Linked DNA regions of Mus musculus: regions 1 and 2 are each linked to region 3. A link is a contact called in public promoter capture Hi-C data. All regions are on one chromosome and are shown on one strand. The core of a region is the stretch at or near the end of the contact, and the rest is flanking DNA. Distances in the headings are between cores, read along the strand shown. Region 1 overlaps 1700012I11Rik (RIKEN cDNA 1700012I11 gene). Region 2 overlaps Ndrg1 (N-myc downstream regulated gene 1). Region 3 overlaps St3gal1 (ST3 beta-galactoside alpha-2,3-sialyltransferase 1).

Region 1 (3,600 bases), core at 884-3,383, 210 kb after region 3:
CAGATGGCTGTGAGCCACTTTAAGGTTTCTGGGAACTGAACCCAGGACCTCTGGAAGAACAGTCAGTGCTCTTAACCACTGAGCCATCTCTCCAGACCCATATTACTATATTACCAATTTTGTTGTCGTTGTTGTATTTTTTGAGACAGGGTTTCTCTGTATAGCCCTGGCTGTCCTGGAACTCACTTTGTAGACCAGGCTGGCCTCAAACTCAGAAATCTGCCTGCCTCTGCCTCCCAAGTGCTGGGATTAAAGGCATGCACCACCACTGCCCGGCTCTATATTACCTATTTTTTGCAATGCAACTTCTTGGATCTCTCTCTCAATCTGTCTCTCTCTGTCTCTCTCTGTCTCTCTCTGTCTCTCTGTCTCTCTCTGTCTCTCTTTCCCTCTCCCTCTCCCTCCCTCTCTTCTTTTCTTCCTTGCTCTTTCCCCCTCTTTGCTTTCATGTTCCAGTTTCATCTAGAGTCTATGCTGAGTATATTCCTATCTGTCCTACTCAGATTCTTCCAGATGCCTATGTATGTACTCTCCCTCATATCTGCAATCAAAACCTTCCACTCAACCATACTTTGGGGAGGCTGTGCTCTCAATTTACACACTGTCACTAAGTGAATACTTGTTTTGCCCCAACATTTATGTTCAAATCAAATCCTCAGTGAGACAGAAGTTGGAGGCTTGAAGATTTACTAGGTCATGAGGATGGAGTCCTCATGAAGAGAATCCATACCCTTACAACAGACTTTAAAAAGATGCCCATCAGGGCTGGTGAGATGGCTCAGTGGGTAAGAGCACCCGACTGCTCTTCCGAAGGTCCGGAGTTCAAATCCCAGCAACCACAAGGTGGCTCACAACCATCTGTAACAAGATCTGACTCCCTCTTCTGGAGTGTCTGAAGACAGCTACAGTGTACTTACATATAATAAATAAATAAATCTTTAAAAAAAAAAAAAAAAAGATGCCCATCCTTTCTGCCACGTGCTAACACAGCAAGAGAGACTCCACTAATAAACCAGGAGGGTAGACCTTTATGAGATACCCAATTGCTTAATGGTAGGTTTCCTAGGCTCTAGATCCATGAGAAACCAATTACTGTTTTTATTTTCCTTTAAATAAGTTAGCTATCTATGGTTTCTGTGTTATAGTAGCCTGAACAAATTAAGACAGTCACTATTTCCTGATTCAGTTAATAAGTGGGATTTTGGCCAGTTCCATTCTGTGCCTAACTTAACCTTTCTCACCTGCCTACACTTAATTGCCTTTCCCATTTCCCACCTCCACTTAGTGTTTTGTGTTTGAATTACTTGTTTACAGCTGCCTCCCCAGCTCTTGGGATCTGAGAGATGTTTGGAAAACAGAGAAATCTTACCAGCCTGGGCTCTCTGCTATTGAATTTCATCAAGCAGCTTTCTGAATATATGCAAGGCTTGGGTCATAGATTATAGACTGATTCTCACACCCCACCTCCACCTCCTCATCCCTTTTCCTTCTCTTACAGAGGTTGGATAGCCAAATATCTAATTTCCCAGATTTCCTTGTAGTCAATACTAGGTGAGCACTCATTGTTGGATTTCAGGAGCTAGCCTAAAATGCTTCTGTGAATGGAAGAGAAAAGTCTCAAGAAAACCACGTGTCTTTTTGTTCTGCCTCTTCTGCTGTTTGTAATGTTGATATTCTGCACACAGTGTGTACACAGAAGCCACCTTGTTGCCACCAGGTCCTAAGTAGAACAAGGAAAGCCCATATAGTGGGATGTCATTGCTTGGAAGTCTGGGGCCCTCCTGGCATCCTAGAGCTTTTACTCTGGTCTTCTGCTACTCACCACTGGGATACTGATATTGGGACATAGATAAATTCTGCTTGTTTTCACCACTCTGGTCAGGTTTCTGCTGTGTGTGGTGGGTCCCATATGTAAATGGGACTCTGTGAAAGGATGAGGGACCTTGTGATAAAGGATGTCAGGAGGGCATCAGCCTGAATTTGGACCAAGTCAAAAACTAATATTCATAGTGTCTAAGGATTTGTAGAAACTCAGAGAAGGAGATGGCTTGCTAAAGCAAGCACAATTGAACACTGGCAACATCGACCCACATTCCTCACAGTGCCCCAGTTCCTTTTACAAACATGTTGCAATGTACTGTGCATACAGAAAGTATTAATTTCCTTACTTAGTTAAATAATAATAGCAGAAATGAAGTAAGTGCTGGTGTGTGCGGCTATAATATGATCAAATATGTCCCAAGATAGTTTATACAAATGCAGCATCGGTTCCCTTTCTGCCCTGTGTAGTGTTAGGAGTACTTAGACATCACAGGCATTATTGATTCTTAGCTCAGCACAAATACAGATGGGATGTGTCACCCTCTAAGGAAATGTCATTTGAGAAAATAGATCAATACAGTTAAGTATTCACATTAAAGGAATCCACACTAATGTGCTGGAATAATTGTTCATTGCAAGCAAACGAATATAAAGAGGTTACATAGCTTGGTACAAGAGTACCAGGCTCTGAGATAGTCCTTCATTTGAGTCTCTTCTATAGAGACTCTTCATACACTAATTCTATAAAGAATAAAGACATAATGATGTTGATTTAACCTTGCTGCATAGTTGTTTTTTTTTTTTTTTGAACCACTTAAAAGGGAAAAGAGAAGACAAAATTCTCTGAACACTACTAGACCACCGATATTATACAAATATATAATATTAAGATAATAGTTATGGAAGTTTTCACATAAGATGAAAGAGGAAATGCTCTGAAGATCCAATGTATGTGGTCAGGAAATTTTCATGAACAGGGTGCTACTAGGTGAAGAACATTTGACTTGGGAAAATATCCTTCTTGGCAAGCAAAGTGCAGGATCTATCCATCTTCATCCCTGGGAACACTCCTTTGGGATTTTGCCTGAAAGAGATCATGACATTGTTCAGGAAGTGTCTTTATTCTAGGGGCAAATAAAGAATTCTCTCAAAAAGGGTATAGAAGGACATCAGGACATCATGTTATCACCAGGGAATGGTCTGGTGGCAGAGCTTTTTCAAATAGAATCCTCTCATCTCAGCCCTGAGAGGTGAGGCTATTGTTGACAATGGAATTGTGGCTGTCACCATCATGAGGACATAAACCACCGCTGTAAACTTGGTGGTGTCCAGGACATAGTACATACCCAACAGACATTTATAGAGCTACAGATTAGAGGCAACATTGATGACTGTGCTAAGAACTTGAACTAGAACTTGTGTTCTGTCCCTTTCCTGTAATTTGTAAGTTTTGTGTCCTTGGCCATGTGGCCTCCCTCTCAGGGTGCTGGTACTTTGGACTTGGCTCTGAGCCACAGGAAGAACCAAAAAAAAATGCAACAAATCTCCTCACCTCACATTCCAAGTTCAAATAGCTGTGATATCATAGTATGTTCTTTACTGTAATAGCAAGCATTGCTCTGAGGCATCCATCCTTGTAGTAGGAGCTGGAGTAGGGAAGAAGACCTTAAATTGAGCAAATCATTAGATGCTGAACATACACCCTCCCATCCTGCCTGCTAGCTTTCTAAAGGGGTGTCTACAGCCAGAGCTCCTCTGGGAAGGGAGCAAGGGCAGAGT
Region 2 (3,811 bases), core at 317-2,816, 200 kb before region 3:
TGCCTGCACACTGAATTCCTTACTGCAGAAAAAGATGTGCCTGACTGCTTGCATAGAAATGATGTTAGTTGATATATTAGGCTACAGGGATGCCTAACTTATTTTCGCCTGATTCTTCTTCCTTCAATATCACTACCAGAAAGTTTAGAAACCTATATGACAGACAGTGCCATTTCTACTGGTCAGTGTCATTCTGTGGCAAAGAACTCCAAAAGTAAGGGGCACGCAGCAGGGGCTCTGGTGTCAAGGATAAAGTTCCACCCCTTCCTGCTCCACAATGCCACACCCACCCTCATAGGGAGAGGAAAAGACACAAGCCACTGCAAAGTTACAAATTTATTGGTCTGGAAATAAATACAAACATCTTATTAAGAAACTGCCCTGGAGAGACATATACAGTGATTTCTTGTCAGCATTCAATCACCCTGGCCTGGATTCCTGATCTTTCTACACAAGGTCAGTGGAACTCCTCCTCCACGGTAGGAGTTGGCAGGTAAACTGATCCCTTGTCTCTCATGCCGCCTATAGGGCATAACTACTTTTCCTCTAGCAACTCCAAGATCCTGGAAGTCGCCAGGCCTTGAGGGCTGACTCCCAACGATCAAGTGTCTCTGATCTGATCACATTTCCTATAGGAAAGGTTCAAGGTTAGCCACAGTAAGAATCAAAAGGCAGTAGTATGGAGCATGGGCATTAGGCTGGCATTGCTTAAGAGGCCAATGCTACAAACCCAGTCAGCAGGAGGGGCAGGAGAGGGAAGCAAGTTCCCGTGGAATGTACAGAACCCAAAACCAGTCCTTCCCCCACTAGAACATACGGTTCTCTCTGAAGAACCAGCGATGGGCCAGTTAAGAGACATTCAGCTATCAAGTTTCAAATCAATGCCAGACATCAATTATGGGAGACAAGGTGTGACTCAGTCACACAAGATTCCAGATCAATGAAATCACACCCACCAGGTTCTAGCACTTGGCCCTACCATGAGTCCTCAAAATCCCAGGGCCATTCTATCCCCACCCTTCCCATCCTAAAGACTCATCCCAGACAAGGACCCCTGTCACCTGCTGGGTTCTCCCTCTGCCTCAAAGAATGCAACAACAAATCAAAACCATCTTCCCGAGGGACAGAGGTGTCATCCACTCATTCACTGTGGAATGGGAGCGGGGTACAGTAGACTGCATAGCAAGAGTCTTAAATCACTGATGCCCCACATTTGCTGGATCACTTTCTCTATAAAGCCTGGGGTTTGTTACCAGTTTTTCTTGCACGTTAAAAGGTTGCCAGAAAAACAGGTTGTGGGTTTCAGTGTCCAGAACTTTAAAATCAATTCCTTCAAGTGAGCCTAGTAGACTTGTTGTGTTTTTCCTCTACCTGCCCTAGACCCTGCCTTTTTTTCTCTTCCTTTCTTGGTTTCTCTACTTAAAATAAGGCGCCCAACTTTCCTGCCTCTCTCTCTCCTTTCAAAACAGAAGTTTGTTTCCAGGAATGAGTTTAGTGGGGAGGAAACAGGAAGTAGGCAGGTTGGCAAAACGCCTATGAACCAGAATGCTGGATCAGCCTGGGCTTGGAGCCAGGCAGTGTTACAGCTATCTATTTCTTAGTTTTGGCAGTTTGGTGTCTGAGGGTAGAGAGAGGGTCCACCAGGCCACTTGTTAGCAGAACAGTACGCTGAACTGCTTCTTGCCTTTGGTCCACCACCACCCACCCTGGTCCCAGGAGGCAGTCAGAACAGCCTGGGTCTGCCACCGCCAGAGTTCATTCTTACAAAAGCAGCTTTAGATTAATACCGCATTAGCGTAGGGTGGCAGGCAAGGGTTGGGGGCTAAGGGAGAGGCCACCAGTCCAGGGTGACTGATGCACAGATTGCTTAGCAGGACACCTCCATGGACTTGGGCCCGGCATTGTTTCCGGTGGCACCCGAGTTGGGGGTGATGTTGAGACGGGCATCCTCACTGGTATGGGAGCGGCTACGGGACCCCTCACTGGTGTGCGAGCGGCTTCGGGGGCCCTCGCTGGTATGGGAGCGGCTACGGGTGCCCTCCAGGGATGTGACACTGGAGCCAGAGGCTGTGCGGGACCGCATCAGGCGAGTCATGCTGGCAGAAGGCACTGGGAACACAGAAGACAAATATGGTTAGGATACAGGAAGCCTCTACAGGTGTGGGACTCTACCCCTGGCTGCCAGCCATGACAGTTAATCGTAAGAGCCCAGCTGAACACCACTTCTCTATTGTCTTCATCCTGTGAGCCATCTACCTTCTGTGTCACTCACAAAGAGGACAGTAAAGTCCAATATGTGGGAAAGGCACATAACAATTACATGGCAAGAGTCCTGAGCCATGACCTGGGTCTGACCCCCAGTTTGTTATGTGCTTATTAGCTAGGTGACCACCAGATCATCACACTTGAAGCCTTCCCATTTTCATTTGCAAAATGAAGACTTCGTGTAACCTCCTCTTAAATGTACTGTCAGTAGGCAGTAGAATGTGGAAGCCAGCAAGGTTAGTTCCTGCACATCCCAAGAATAACCCCCAAGGTCTCACCACATGGTTCCTAAGGAAATGTTAGCCATCTGTCTGCCTTCCAAAAGCCTGCTAGCTCTCAAACCTTAGCATGACCAAAACTGCGCATACCACAGCAGATGACTGACAGAATGGGATACAAGACAATCCTCCTCCTATCTAGGGTGGCAGTGCTCCCCCCAAATTCATGCTCACCTGAAACTTCAGAATATGACCTTGTTTGGAATACTTAGAGATATTTAGTTAAGACAAGGTCCTTCTGGATTAGAATGATCCCTAATCTAAAGCCCAATATCATTAAAAAGAAAACAAGAGAGAGCCACCCCATATGGATGGAGAGATTGGTGTAATGCAGCCAGAAGCCACAGAAGGCCTATGATGTAGTCAGCAGAATCCAGAAGGCAAGAAAGGGCCTTGAAAAGTGAGCCCAGCCCTGTCCAAACCTTGACCTCAGATTTGCAGCCTCTGAAGTTGTAGGAAAAATGCATTCTTGACGCTTAAGAGCTTTATTTGTGGGGATCTCTTAGGTTACTCATTGGGGTGACTAATGCCACACCCCAATGAAGCACAGCCCTAGATCAGACACCCAAAATTGGATTAGTCCTTGCTCAGTGGAATTCACTCCTTAAAGAATTAGTGTTGTTCCTGGTTTGTCTGTCTGTCTGACTTTCCCTTTCTTCCTTTCTTCCTTCTTTTCTCTCTCCCCTTCTCTTTCTTTCTTTCCCTCTTTCTTTCCTTTCCTTTCCTTTCCTTTCCTTTCCTTCCTTTTCCTTTCTTTCCTTTTCTTCCTGGTTGTTGTTTTTATCCATTAGTTTTTGGTTTTGAGCAAAGCTCCATTTATCCCAGGCTGGCCTTAAACTCTCTGTGTAGCTGGGAAGACCTTGAATTCACTATCCTTCCACTTCTTCATTCCAAATGCTGAGACAACAGAAGTATACCATCTCAGAACAGCCTGTTTTTAATTCAGAAAGAGGTAGGGTCAGGGCACATCTGTGACCCCTATGTTTGTTCCTGCGTCTCGATTTCTCCACCCAAATCTCTGAGTCCTGATGACCTCACCAGGAAATGACAGCTTCCCATGACACCAGACACACAATGGACGAGTCTTAGGAGCCCAGGATCACAGGCAGGCAGCCTGTGAGCTGGAACCTTCTGTTTCAGCAACCCACCCTTTGGGTCTGTGTCTCTCCCTTTTATTTTTCTCCTAGATCTATGGGACTGCCTGAATGACAAGCTCACTCTAAGCTTAAAGCAGGATACAGCGGGGTGCTCAGTCCTTCAGTTCCTTG
Region 3 (3,735 bases), core at 1,077-3,576:
GAGAAGCTGAGGTACAAGGTAGTAGTGGATCATGATGCTGATAGTCACACTACAGCCAAGTGACAGAGGTACAGGTGAGACCTGGGCACCCAGCTACACAACCAACTGGCTGGTAGACAAAGGTACTGTGCAAATATTCATTCCCGGCCTCCTTATCGCATCCACTTTGTGAGAGGGCAATACATCATTGGCCCATCAATGTCAAATGGCTGTGCCACTTGTTCTGGAAATGATATGTGCCATCTCTGGGAGAAGGTACAATGTTCGGTCCTTTCAGGTATCATAGAAGCTAGTCATGTCCCAGTTAGTGACTGCTCTCAGCCTGATCAAGGCTGAGAAAAGTCCCAGAGCATCACTGAGCCGCAGCCCCAGATAACATTCACTTGACACATGAGCAAAATCCTTTACTGGAGTTAAGTATTAGGTATTGTTTGCATGCAGCAAAGCTGAAAGATTCAGAGCACTAGCTACTTCCTACCACCAAGCATTTGATTCGTAAAAATCTACCCAAGGTGACATTTAGCACCTCAGTGGCCATAAGTAAAGCCACTTCATGTCTCTGACCCTCTGTCCTCACCTGCAAAAGAAGGGCAGTGTTAATAATTACCGCAAACTCACACAAAAGAGATGACACAAAATTATGCTTCAGAACTTTATTAGGAGAGCCTGTGACCCTGGGCAGCCATGGAGGAGCCTTGAAATAGGAGAGAAAAAGACAGCAGCCATATATAACAAGGTGGAGGTCCTGGAGGAAATAGCCTTGAATTCCTAAGAATGAGGTAGGGCTTATACTCTTAAATTAAGAGAGCCTGCAGCAGGGTATGGCCTGATTCTAGAAGAGAAGGAGCGAGGGAGAAGGATAGTGGAGGGTCTGTGTTCTAATGAGAGGTGAACATGTGTTCTAAGGCTATTCCTAGAATCACATGCTAAACACTGTGTCAGATAGCGATGATGACTGATGTATGAGGGTTGAAGACGGGCACAAGGGGCTGGACCTAAATTGACATTGCTTCCACACATTCTCTGGGGCCCACTGGGTCGGAAGTTCATATTGCACTTGGATGGGGTGAGAGCTTCCAGGAAAGGAAGTTGATATCTTTAGGCACACAGAGGCACAGAAGTGACAGTAGGTTGGAAGGCACATGTGGGACGCCCCCTACTCCTTGCACGATCTTTTTTTTTTTCAGGAATTTGGAGATCTGCCAAGCTTTATCAAGCTGCCTTCTGCTCACATAGGGGAAGCAAATTTCCCCCACCCTCAGCTCCCCCATGTTGCCTTCAGACGAACGAACGAACGTCAAGTGTCACCACTCTCAAGAGTGGGTTGCTAGAAGTTTACAAAGCACACAAAGTTCTGAGTCACTTCCAAACTCTTCCTTTGCCTGGGAAAGAGCTGTCACACTTGGCGTCTCTAAAACAATCCACAGGACCCAAGGGACCTTGGGTATCTGAATCCCAGCCAAAGAAATAAACACCTGAAACCTGCCTGCCCAGTGAAGTGACCCCAAGGGTCATCGGATTCATTTACAACCCAAAGAAAGCCCAGCACTGGGTCCTGATCAACAGGACCTGTTTACTCCTTTGCTTCTCAAGTTTCCTGTCATATAGTAGTTGCTTCACCTTAGAAATCCCTTCCCTTTTGACCCACCACCACAGGAAGCTGGCCCTGTCCCCCAAAACAGAGCCATCCCTGTTCTGTAGCTCCGAGTGAAAGTCAGCCCTCCCACCACCCCAGAAAGCTGGTTCGCCTCCCCCAACATGGGGCCGGTATCTATGCTGTGGATCAGAATAAAGGCTAGCCCCAGCAGAAGCTCTGCAGCTCCTTCTGCCTGGCCCTGCTCCTCTGGAAACACTTTTTAGGTAGTTCACATGCTCTGAACTCCTGTCTCAAGTTCTTGGGAGGAACCAAGACACAGTGAGAGGCTGGTCTGAGCTGTGAGCATCAGAAAAAAAAAGCCCTCTGAAGCGATGCCCTTCCAAGTTCAGAGACTTTGTTGAGAGCAGGATCCTCAGCACAAACCTGGTCCAGTCCTCTGGCTTCATATGCTGCGTCAGAAGCCTGCAGTCACTTGGCAAAAAATTACCAGGTCTCCAGTACAGGCCTGGCCCCATTCCTGATTATGGTAATGGTACTGTAAATAAGATGAAGTCTTTTCTGCCCTGGTTGTTTGTTGAGTCTAATCACACAAACCAGTAAACAGAGAACAAGTTTGTAGAAAAGCTTTCAGTCTCCAAGGCAAGTAGAAGCTGGGCCCCCCTGCTGTGATGGGCAGCATGAAACTCTTGTCTCTTGTCCAGATGCTAGGGGTCTTTGCAGCATCTGCCAGCAGGCTGATCTGTTAGCTGGCATGACAGGCTCGCCCAGTGCTTCAAAGCTACGGGCTTCATGTAGCTAATTCTAATTAAAATTCAACCTCAGAATGAAAAACATAGCTCCTTGGCTGTACTAATCAATGAGCCAATTAGCACTACTAATTCAATAAGGTAATTTGATCAAAATTAAATAGAAAGAGAGTCCCTGGATGGCAGCAAACTTCGGGTGCTCATTAGCCTGGTGGCTGGTGGCTACTGCCACAGCCCATGCTGCTTGCTGTATGACTCACTGTCACAAGCAAAGTTCCAGCTCCGGTAAAAAGTGCGGAACAGAGAGGTCCTAGCGGAGTTCCTGCTTAGTGCCTTGGGTAAAATCCCTGCCCCATAGCTCCCTGGCTGTGTGGCTCTTTGTAGACGCTCAGCTCTCTCTGGGTTGTTTAAGAACAGAGCAGGACTGACACCTTGAGTTCTGAAAAATACCTTCTGTGTCACTGAGGGCATATGAGAGCAGGTATTAGGGAGGGGGCCCCAGAAGAGCATCTTGCTGAGCTCCAGAGGGCGACATGGAGGAAACACAGGGAGCAGAGAGCAGGAAGACTGAGGGACAAAGAACCACCAGGTGGAAGGGACCTGCAATGCATGGTGGGAGAGGGCAGCACGGTGAACAGAAGGAACATCCCTGTAGCTTGGTAAACTAGGCATCCCCTGCCAGGTCCAGGGACATTCACCCATGAAATCACTGAAGGACAAAGTCTTTTTACACACCTACTTTCATGTCCCTTCTATGGTTTTATTTGTCCTTGAGAACCTGAACAGCCTAGAGTCCCCAGGCCAAGCCTATCTTTTATGCTAGGTGTTGTTATTCCAAGATAGAGGAAGTCCCAGGGAGAAACTTTTGGGGCCCTCTTGTCTACCCTCTAAGGCAACAGTTCTCAATCAGTGAATTGCAAACCCTTTGGGGACTAAACGATCTTTTCAAAGGGGTGCCCAAGACCATTGGAAAACATGGATATTTATATTACGATTCATAACAGTAGCAACATTACAATTATGAAGTAGTAATGAAAATAACTTTATGGTTGGGGAGGTTACCACAATGTGAGGAACCATAATTAAAGGGGTCTCGGCATTAGGAAGGTTGAGAACCATTGCTCTAAGGACTTCTCTGAGTCCCAGGTGAGGATCCACGATGGATGGACTTGAGCCAGGAAGCAGCTCATCATTGCCTTCATCTCCTATCAGCAAAGGGCTGGCCACACAGGTGAGTGTACCTGCAGGACCTGAGAAGGATGGAGCTGAGCTGTGAAGAGACTCACTGTTCTCAGAAGAAGGCTCTGCAAACTCGCTGAGCACCTGGCACAGGTAGAGTGTTTAAGAGTCTCATGGTGGTCTCTTTTATTAGGCACTTTGAGGCTGCTTTTG

Evidence for each region. Capture Hi-C pulls out chosen DNA fragments and counts their contacts.
Region 1: a contact with region 3 is called in a promoter capture Hi-C map of liver. A contact is called at or near these places in 1 of 484 Hi-C or Micro-C datasets (bone marrow-derived macrophages) and 1 of 9 other capture datasets (liver).
Region 2: a contact with region 3 is called in a promoter capture Hi-C map of liver. A contact is called at or near these places in 1 of 39 promoter capture datasets (the C10 cell line), 1 of 484 Hi-C or Micro-C datasets (cerebral cortex), 3 of 130 datasets of targeted methods (the NIH/3T3 cell line, extraembryonic endoderm stem cells and large pre-B cells) and 3 of 9 other capture datasets (adipose tissue, liver and pancreatic islet).

The regions. Positions count from the first base shown.
Region 1 is chr15:67,340,143-67,343,742 of GRCm38.p6, forward strand. All of the region lies in intron 7 of 1700012I11Rik (RIKEN cDNA 1700012I11 gene), which reads left to right. Among named protein-coding and RNA genes, the nearest start is that of 1700012I11Rik, 120 kb to the left of the region's middle.
Region 2 is chr15:66,929,000-66,932,810 of GRCm38.p6, forward strand. It overlaps Ndrg1 (N-myc downstream regulated gene 1), which reads right to left. Exons shown (of 16, transcript NM_008681.2): 16 at 319-2,109. The coding sequence ends at 1,868. Among named protein-coding and RNA genes, the nearest start is that of Ndrg1, 39 kb to the right of the region's middle.
Region 3 is chr15:67,132,160-67,135,894 of GRCm38.p6, forward strand. All of the region lies in intron 2 of St3gal1 (ST3 beta-galactoside alpha-2,3-sialyltransferase 1), which reads right to left. Among named protein-coding and RNA genes, the nearest start is that of Gm31400, 36 kb to the right of the region's middle.